2 separate regions of the Sminthopsis crassicaudata genome follow, and region 2 is linked to region 1. A link is a contact called in public Hi-C data. All regions are on one chromosome and are shown on one strand. Each heading gives the region's core, a stretch centred on a gene start, on an enhancer-like site or on the middle of the called end of the contact. The rest is flanking DNA. Distances are from core to core; before and after follow the strand shown. Region 1 holds the start of LOC141539530 (microtubule-actin cross-linking factor 1, isoforms 6/7-like). Region 2 holds the start of PLEC (plectin).

The links. Hi-C and Micro-C count contacts between places; a contact is called where the count stands out from the background.
Region 2: a contact with region 1 is called in a Hi-C map of hippocampus, with 1.8 times the contacts expected there. The contact joins the promoter of PLEC here to the promoter of LOC141539530 in region 1. A contact is called at or near these places in 2 of 2 Hi-C or Micro-C datasets (fibroblasts and hippocampus).

What each region holds. Positions count from the first base shown.
Region 1 is chr1:75,324,511-75,328,484 of ASM4859323v1, reverse strand. It overlaps LOC141539530 (microtubule-actin cross-linking factor 1, isoforms 6/7-like), which reads left to right and starts at 2,258. Exons shown (of 19, transcript XM_074262432.1): 1 at 2,258-2,702; 2 at 3,238-3,609; 3 at 3,723-3,875. The coding sequence starts at 3,268.
Region 2 is chr1:75,467,612-75,471,585 of ASM4859323v1, reverse strand. It overlaps PLEC (plectin), which reads left to right and starts at 1,807. Exons shown (of 34, transcript XM_074262372.1): 1 at 1,807-1,954; 2 at 3,473-3,671. The coding sequence starts at 3,479.

The DNA of each region.
Region 1 (3,974 bases), core at 1,009-3,508:
CTCCCGACAGCTGTCACAGGTTTGGTGCTCTGCCACAGAATTACATCAACCCTGACGTAATTCAGAGGAATGATGGGAGGGAGAACATTCTGAAAAGGATTTCCATTCTCTCAAAAATAACAATCATGGAGATGGAAAGGGCCTCAGGGACCATCTAACCGAACATATGTCTGAACAAGATATCCCAACAAGATGGCCACCTTTTTCTTAAAGATCCCCAGAGGCAACCTTTTCCACATTGGGATATCTCAATTGTTAGGAAGTTTTTTGTTTTTTTTTTTCTCTGACATCACACCTAAATAGATCTCTCAACTTCCCCATGCCCACCCATTACCACCCAACAGGTCAGCCCCCAATTTCCCAAGAGCTTCCTTTCCTTAAATTTAACTCAAACTCAACCTGCCCATGGCCACCACCTTTGTGGAGGCTTTCATTATCTTCTGGACTCCTGCGGAAGCCTCCTAATGGATCTTCCTCCAACTCCCTGTTGTAACGCATGGTGCATACCGCTACAAGTCAATCCTGCCTCTTACACAGATGCTGTCCTGTTTATTACTTCCTTTCCTCAAAACCCTTCAGTGACCCTAGAGTCTCTTGAGGAAAGTCCTCCACAAGCTGCGCTATCCAACCTTTCCAACCTCATCTCCTACTGCTCCTTTCTGAACTTAATGTTTTCTGACCTCTGTCTCATTGCCCGTTACTTCTTCCTGAGCTTGGACTTTCCTTTTTTTCCTTACACATTGGCTCCCCACCATTCTTTAAAATCTAACTTGAATATCCCCTCCACCAGCAAGCCTTTCAGGACGTTTTCTCTCCCATTCCCTAGCATTTGCACCTTCTTGGCGCACACATCATGCATTATTTTATATGGTCATGAGTCAACAAACATTTATTGAAGGCTTACTATGTGGTAGATCCTGCCAGCCACTGAATTATCTTTGTGATGTGTCCCATGCTCCCAATGGAACGGGAACTTCATGAATACAAGAACTGTATCTAAACTCCAGATGCTTTCCATCACCTAACGGTCTCTCTCCTTTACAAGGGTTTTACAAATGTTTGTTGCCTTGAATGGGAGGGGAGCCCATGGGGAAGCTTTGATCACTAAGGGGGTGGAGAGGATAAAACGGCCAAGGAAAAACTGGTGCCTAGTGAAGAAAACAGGAGGGGGTGACAAAGATGGAAGGAGAACTAAGAGTGTTCAGGGAGGGCTAGGATGGGAGGGGATGATGGCGATGGACTCATCATCAGTGACCAGTGCTACTGAGAAGGCAATGAGGGTAGTGATGGAGACTTGGGGAGGGTCCACCACCTTTTCTTGTTTCTCTTTTCAGATGTCTGCTCCAGTGGAGACCCAGAGCTCCGGGTCGGGCTCCCCACTGCCTTCGGCTGACAGGTAACGCCCCCGTCCTCCAGACGGGGAGGAGGGGAGAAGGGGTGAGAGCTGTGGATGCTGTCCACGTAGGATTGTCTCACTCTCTCTGTCCCCTGTCCTGACACACTCAGGTCCTGGACTCAAAGCGAGTGGCAGGCCTGGTACCTGGACGTGAGAGCCCAGGTCTTGTCATTGCGCTGTGGGCTGGAAATGTTGGAACAGCAGTTGCCCCAGCCTCTGGTGAGTCTGTGAAGGACCCCCCCCCCCAATTTCCTACAACAAGCCCCCTCCCCCGTGAGCCCTCACGGGCTCCCCATTGCTCTGATGTCCCTTCTTGCTCTTAAATCTGTGAGCCTGGGCTCCCTCCTGGCCCCTGATGAGCCCCTGTTGTTCGGGCCCTCCTCTCCGAGGCCCACCTTGTTGCTTCACCTTCTCCTGCTCCTGGCACATATCCATGACTAGTGTCCCCCTCAGGCCACCCGGTGGCTCTTTGGGGGCCAGAGTAGGAGAGTAAATAGGCCTTGGGTGATTTACTGAGGAAGCTGCTGTGCTTTCCTATCGGAGACCTCCCCCTCTCCTCTCCTTCCTGGCTGCTCCCCCTCCCCCACATCCCCCAACTGGCTGGCATCCCCCTCCCCTCCCTACTCTGCCCTGCCGGACTGCGAGACTGAGGCCCCTTGGCGGGTTTCCAGGAAACGGGCTGGCTGGCGGGGGAGTTGGGAAAGAGTTAAGGGCAGGCCTGTTGTGTGCTGTGTGCTGGGCTGGGGGTGGGGGGGTCAGGGTTGGGGAAGGGGTCAGGGGAGGAGGGGATGGGAGGGGCGGGGCTCCATCTGGCGGGCTGCACCTTAGGAAACACTGAGCCAAGACGCGGGACGGACAGACGGATCGTGGGCTGGAAGGCTGGTGGGATACCAGAGAGCTGTGGGCTAGGAGGGCTCGGGGGTTAAGGGGGGAAGCCAGACAAGGCTGAGTGAGGGGTAGGAAGTCCCCACTGGGCAGGCAGGCTGGCCTGAGCAAGGGTGACTCCCCTGGCCCGGGAGGAGCGGGGCCCCAGCTTCCCAGCTCTGGCTTCCCCCAACCTAGCCCTGGGCCCTTTGGCCTGGCCCCACCACCCGGTGGTCCCATCAGGAGGGTGTGGAAAGAGCCAACCCTGCTCCTCCATGTGCCCACCTCCTAACGGTCAGTCAGCCTGCTTGCCCACGTGGCCACCTGTCAGCTCGGCTGAGCGGGAGGTAGAAAAAAGGCGCTGGGCTCCGGGTCTTGAGGGCTCTTGGAGTGACAGACACTGCTACCCTGGCCTGAGACGCCTCCTTTGGGAAGTCCTCTGGTAGGTCCTCTGGGGCCTCCCTGCCTGGGAGCTGGGGGAAGGGGAGCTAGAGCAGAAAAGCTGGGCTGGGCTGGGCTGGGAGAGACCCTGGGGAGAGGAGCTCTAGGGGAAATTGAACCAATGCAGGTCCTAGAAGAAGGGGGTCCCTGGGGAATGGGGACCTGAGAAAGAAATACAGAAGAAGGGAGAGGGCTGGCCTGCCCTACTGCTTCCTCTGCAGGTTCCCAGAGGGACATCAGGGGTAGGGAACCCAAAGGTGTCTTCCCTGCCTCAGGGTGGGACAAGGGGAGGGAAGCAGTTATCCAGATCGTGCCCGTCAGGGTGTGTTTAGGTTCCGTCAGGAGCTCAGGGGTTTTGCTTCAAACACGGCATTCCCCCGTCCGCACTCAGGGTGCTCCTGGGTGTCTGACCTGTTCTGCTGCCCTTCCTTGCTCCACCACGTGGGTAAATGAATGGGGCGGAGGGGTTGGTGTGCTGGTGGGCTCCCCCCCAGGTCTCAGCCTTCATTTCAGCATTCTTTGCTGTTGTGTCGTAGGCTGGATCCTACACCCCACTTAAGACTGCCATGGGTAACCCAGCGTCCAGACCCAGCTGCCTGGGGGAGAAAGGTCATCACTCGGAAGAGTTTCTGAAGAGTCAAGGGGGCGGTGCTGGGCCAGGGCCAGGTCCTGGGCCTGGGGCTGGCCTCTGTCCCCCCACAGCCCCACCCCCTCCTGCCACATCCCTCTCACCAGGGAGCCCATGGGCCTGGAGGGCCCATAGCACTCGGGAGGTGACAGAAGTGACAGAGGTCACAGAAACAGTTGTGACAGAAATCGTGGAGGTGACACGATACCCAGGGGGCCGGCAGCCCACGGTCACCCGAACGGTGACCATGCTGAGTGAGAGTGCTGGACCACTTGCCCCGGTGAGCTCTAGTCCCGAGGAACTCATGGTGGGTTAGGAGGTTTGAATGGGAAGGACGTTATTATCATTTGGGACATTTGGGGGTTAGGCAGCTATCCCTGGCCCTTTCTCTAGGTACCCCAGTGGGCAGCCCTTCCTCCTTCTGAACCCCCCGAGCCTCCTGCTGCTCTCCAGAGCTGGTTGGATGACATGGAGGAACTACAGACAGGACAAGGGCCTCCAGCTGCTGAGGTTAAAGTAGCCAGTGCCCAACTACAGGAGCAAAAGGTAGGAGGCCAAAGGGGCAGGGGTTGGGGAGTGCCCAAGAGAAGGGTGGGAGACGGGAGAAGACTGTGCTAAAGTAGCCTTTTGCCCTGATAGGCTCTG
Region 2 (3,974 bases), core at 558-3,057, 140 kb before region 1:
CAGAATCTGGAATGCTGTGAGCTGGATATGGGGGAGGCCAAGGTGGAGTCCACAAGGAGGCTGATAGAACTTTAGGGAGACTGGAATAGAAGCTGGAATGAGGAGTTTGGGGAAGTCAAGGATGGGGAGTTTGGGAAGGCAGGAGAAAAAGATTTCCGAAGATTGGGAAAGAGGGTTGGAGGGAAGTTGGGATTGAGGGAGTTGGAGAAAGCAGTCAGGACTAGGAATGTGAACATGGGGATTTGGAGAGGGCGGGTTCACAATTTAAAGTAGCTGGTATATGAAATGAGAAAATTGGAATGGGGGATTTGGGGAACTAGACATTGAGAGATGGATGCTTTCTGATTCTTTCATAGAATTCCTCTTATGCTGACATTCATGATTTAACCACAAGACGGCAGCAGAGACCAGAGGCCTGTAGTCCACTTCAGCAGAGAAAGGATATTGAAAGTCTTTTCCAAGACCAGCCCATCTCTTACCTGTCCCCTAAGAGGTTCCACTTGAACTCCTCCCCTGCCCTAGCTCCCACAATACCCTTCTGCTCTGTTTAGATTTCTCCTGGGATACTTTCTTAATTGAAACTGACAGGATGCTTCATAAATATTGTGGGAAGTTTTCCCAGTTTTGCTCTCTTTCTCCCCAGTTCCTGGGTAGGAGCTGGAAATCCAGTATGGTAGTTGTAGTACATGAAGAGCAGCACAACTCCCGGTGTGGGAGTGAGGTGGGACTGGGAGGAAATTGTGCTATATTAAGTATAATCATAGAGAGTAAAGTGTCCCTGAGTATATGAGGGCCCCATGACAATGGGCACTGTCACTGAATGTCTGAGACAAGGTATTGGGGGGCGATAAGACAAGGAAACCCCCACCAAGGTCTGGTTGAGTGCTGAGGAGCGATTCTCCTGGTTTTGAGCACCTGTGTCAGCCCATGTGTATCCTAGTTGTGGCTGTGTGTGTATGACTGTGTCAAGCTGTGCTGGTCACTGTGGGGGTAGAGAAGGGGATGAAGAAGCATTGTGTGAGCTCAGAGAAAGGCTTAGAGTCTTCCCAAAGAAGGCACAGAGGCTGCCCCCTCCCCTTCACCACTTCTAGCCCTCTCCCAGGTACCATTCCAGTTAATCATTGACCAGGAAAGGGGGGGAAAAAGGAGAAAACGGACCGAGGAGAGAGATGGAACCATCACAGACGGAGTCTCGCTTCCAAGAGATACAGCAGCAACATGTACTCAAGGAGCCCCTGTTTCACACGGAGACATTGTTACAGACACACCCGGGATACACTATCACACCGAAAAGACACAGGGACCGATATTCAAGGGTCTACAGTGAAGTCACTCGGAGACACACACCCAGGAATACACTATCACCTACAAAGGCCACGTGACTTAGGCTCACACCTGGCGACGTGTCCCACCCGAGGGCACGGGGACAAACAGCCCTAGGACCCAGAGCTACTGTCCCACCAAGAAATGCGGACTTCCACTGAGGGACTGAGACAAAAGACCCACTGCCACGAAGCTCTGTCTCACACACAATCGGTGACACCCGGACCTAGTGACAGGCGCACACACAGTGACACTTTCACTTCCTGGCACACACAGGCCCTGGCGCGCGCACACACGGACAGTCGGGAGCATCCAGACACTGACTCCCCTCAATGATTCCCCCCACCCCCAACCCACACACAGTCACAGACACACACCCGCCCCACGCACCCCCAGGGGCGGGGCTCCGGCCTCACTCACACCCTGCGCTTCCCACTCCCCCCGCCCTTGCTCCCTGCTCTGGGCTCGCCCGCCCCGAGACTGGGGCTGCAGCGCCGGCTCCGAGCAGAGCCGGGACAGACCCGCCTTAGCCCAGGGGCTGAGCCGAACCGAACGAAGCCAGCCGAGTGGAGCACCCGCAGCGGGCGCGGCAGGAGCGGCCACGGCGGCGGCAGAGGTAGCGGCGAGCCAGGTGCGTAGTGCGTCTACTGCAGGAGGCCAGCTGCGGGAGGAGGGAAGGGGGTGGGGGGTTACAGAAGCATCTTTATGAGGGGGACAGACTATGAAGAATCCGAGACCGGGGGAGACCCTTCCCTTCCTTTGCATCTTCCCTCTCTTGCTTCTGCAGAGCCAGGAAGGAAGCCCCCACCCCCACCCTGCTCCTTTTCACGCAGGCCTTTGGGGTGCATTCTCTATCTCCCCCTTCCCTAAGGCCCCCATCTCCGATCTCTCCCTTCCTGTCCAGCCCGTGGTCCTCATTGTCCTCCCCCCTCCTTTTCCCATCTCTGGCCAGCCGGGCTTCTGCTACTGCTGCCCCCTTTCCTCCCTCTTTCCCTCCCTCCTCTCCCTCCCTTCCTCTCTCCTTCCCTCCCTGGCTCCTGCTCCTGCTCCTCCCAATGCTGCGGAGACTGCAGGGGCCGGGGGCGGGCCCGGGGGCGGGACAGGGGCGGGGAGGAGGGACCCTCCAAGCGACCTGGACCGAGGGGCATCGCCCAGGGGATCCCTACACAGTGGCAGAGTTCCTTCAGGCCTGCTCAGGGCTTGGGGTGGAGCATGGGGGAGGGACAATCGGACAATCCCAGATTCTGCCTCTTGTCCCCCTTCTCCCCACTAGTGCTGGGGCTGGCAGTCACATAACACTCATTGTGCCTGCAGAGGTGACCCCGCCCCTGGGCTTGAGCCCGGGGTCGCAGACAGAGCTCCATTCACCCCCTTCTTTCTAACCCTCCCCCTTCCTGACAACTACTCCTCCTTTGGGGAGCAAAATAGGCTTTGGCCACAGCCCAGGCAGCATAGCTTAGCAAGTGGGTCCATGAGGGCACATGTATAGGTATGCTTGTGTCTAATATCTGCATGTATTCTATTGTGTGAGAATGTGTTTGTGAAGATAATAAGGTTGACATTGTGGTGGTGTCTGTGCACTTGTGTATGCTGTGAACATGTAGTCATGAGCCTGTATGTGTTTGCAGGTATGAGGGGGTGATACCTTCCATCAGAGGGTGTTGGGGGACAGGGTTTGCTAATGGGGGTGGGGCTAGGGCCTCACGTGGTGATGCTAATGCAGGCTGTGGGGCTCCCACTCCTGCTCAGAACACTATTTTTAGGACTTTACTGCAGTCAGAGGCTGACTACAAAGCCCCTCTTTCCTCCTTCTCTACCCCACATCTCTCCACGGCCAGGTGATGAGGCAGGGTAAATTAGTCAATATCTTGCAGACAGGTCAGTTTACAGCTGAGAGAGTTGATGTTTAGGTAACAAGGTTGGAGAGTAGGGCTCAAGTATCTGATGAGAGCCAAAGGGTAAGTCTGAATGTTTAGGTGTAAGGTGGTAGTCTCTGGGTGAGAGAATAAGGATAATCATCCATTTATTTTGGGGATTGAGTATCAGAGTCTAGATGGGGTTTGGGAAAGGATTGGAAATAAGGCTGTTTCTGGGTGATCGACTTAGTGTTATTCCCCTTCAGCAATCCTTCCTTTCCACCTTTCTGCAGGTGGCCATGTCTGGGGAAGGCCCAGAACCTCGGGGTTCTGGGGATGACAGCTCCAGTGGGGGCAGCAGCTCCCCCAGCCCCGGAGACACTCTGCCTTGGAACCTTGGGAAAACTCAAAGAAGCCGAAGAAGTGGAGGCGGTTCTGCTGGTAACGGTGGTGTCCTGGACCCTGCTGAGAGGGCAGTCATCAGAATTGCAGGTATAGAATGCTGGGGACATTATTGCATTTCTGCTACAGGGGTATGTGCAGTTACCCCATCATTGGTGTTGGTCTAAAGCTCATTTTATTACAGATATGAGAATTTCAGGGGAGTTGTTTTTTGGGTAATCTCTTAAAAAATACTTGATGTTGAGTTATCCTTTCAGAAGTAGAAGAGAATCATTTTGTCACAGGCATAGGGATGCCATCACAGTGTATGGGGAAATCTGGAGATCATGTCATCATAGGTTTAGGGGTCCTTGAGATCATCTCATCATAGTTTTGAGTATATCTGGTGCTGGC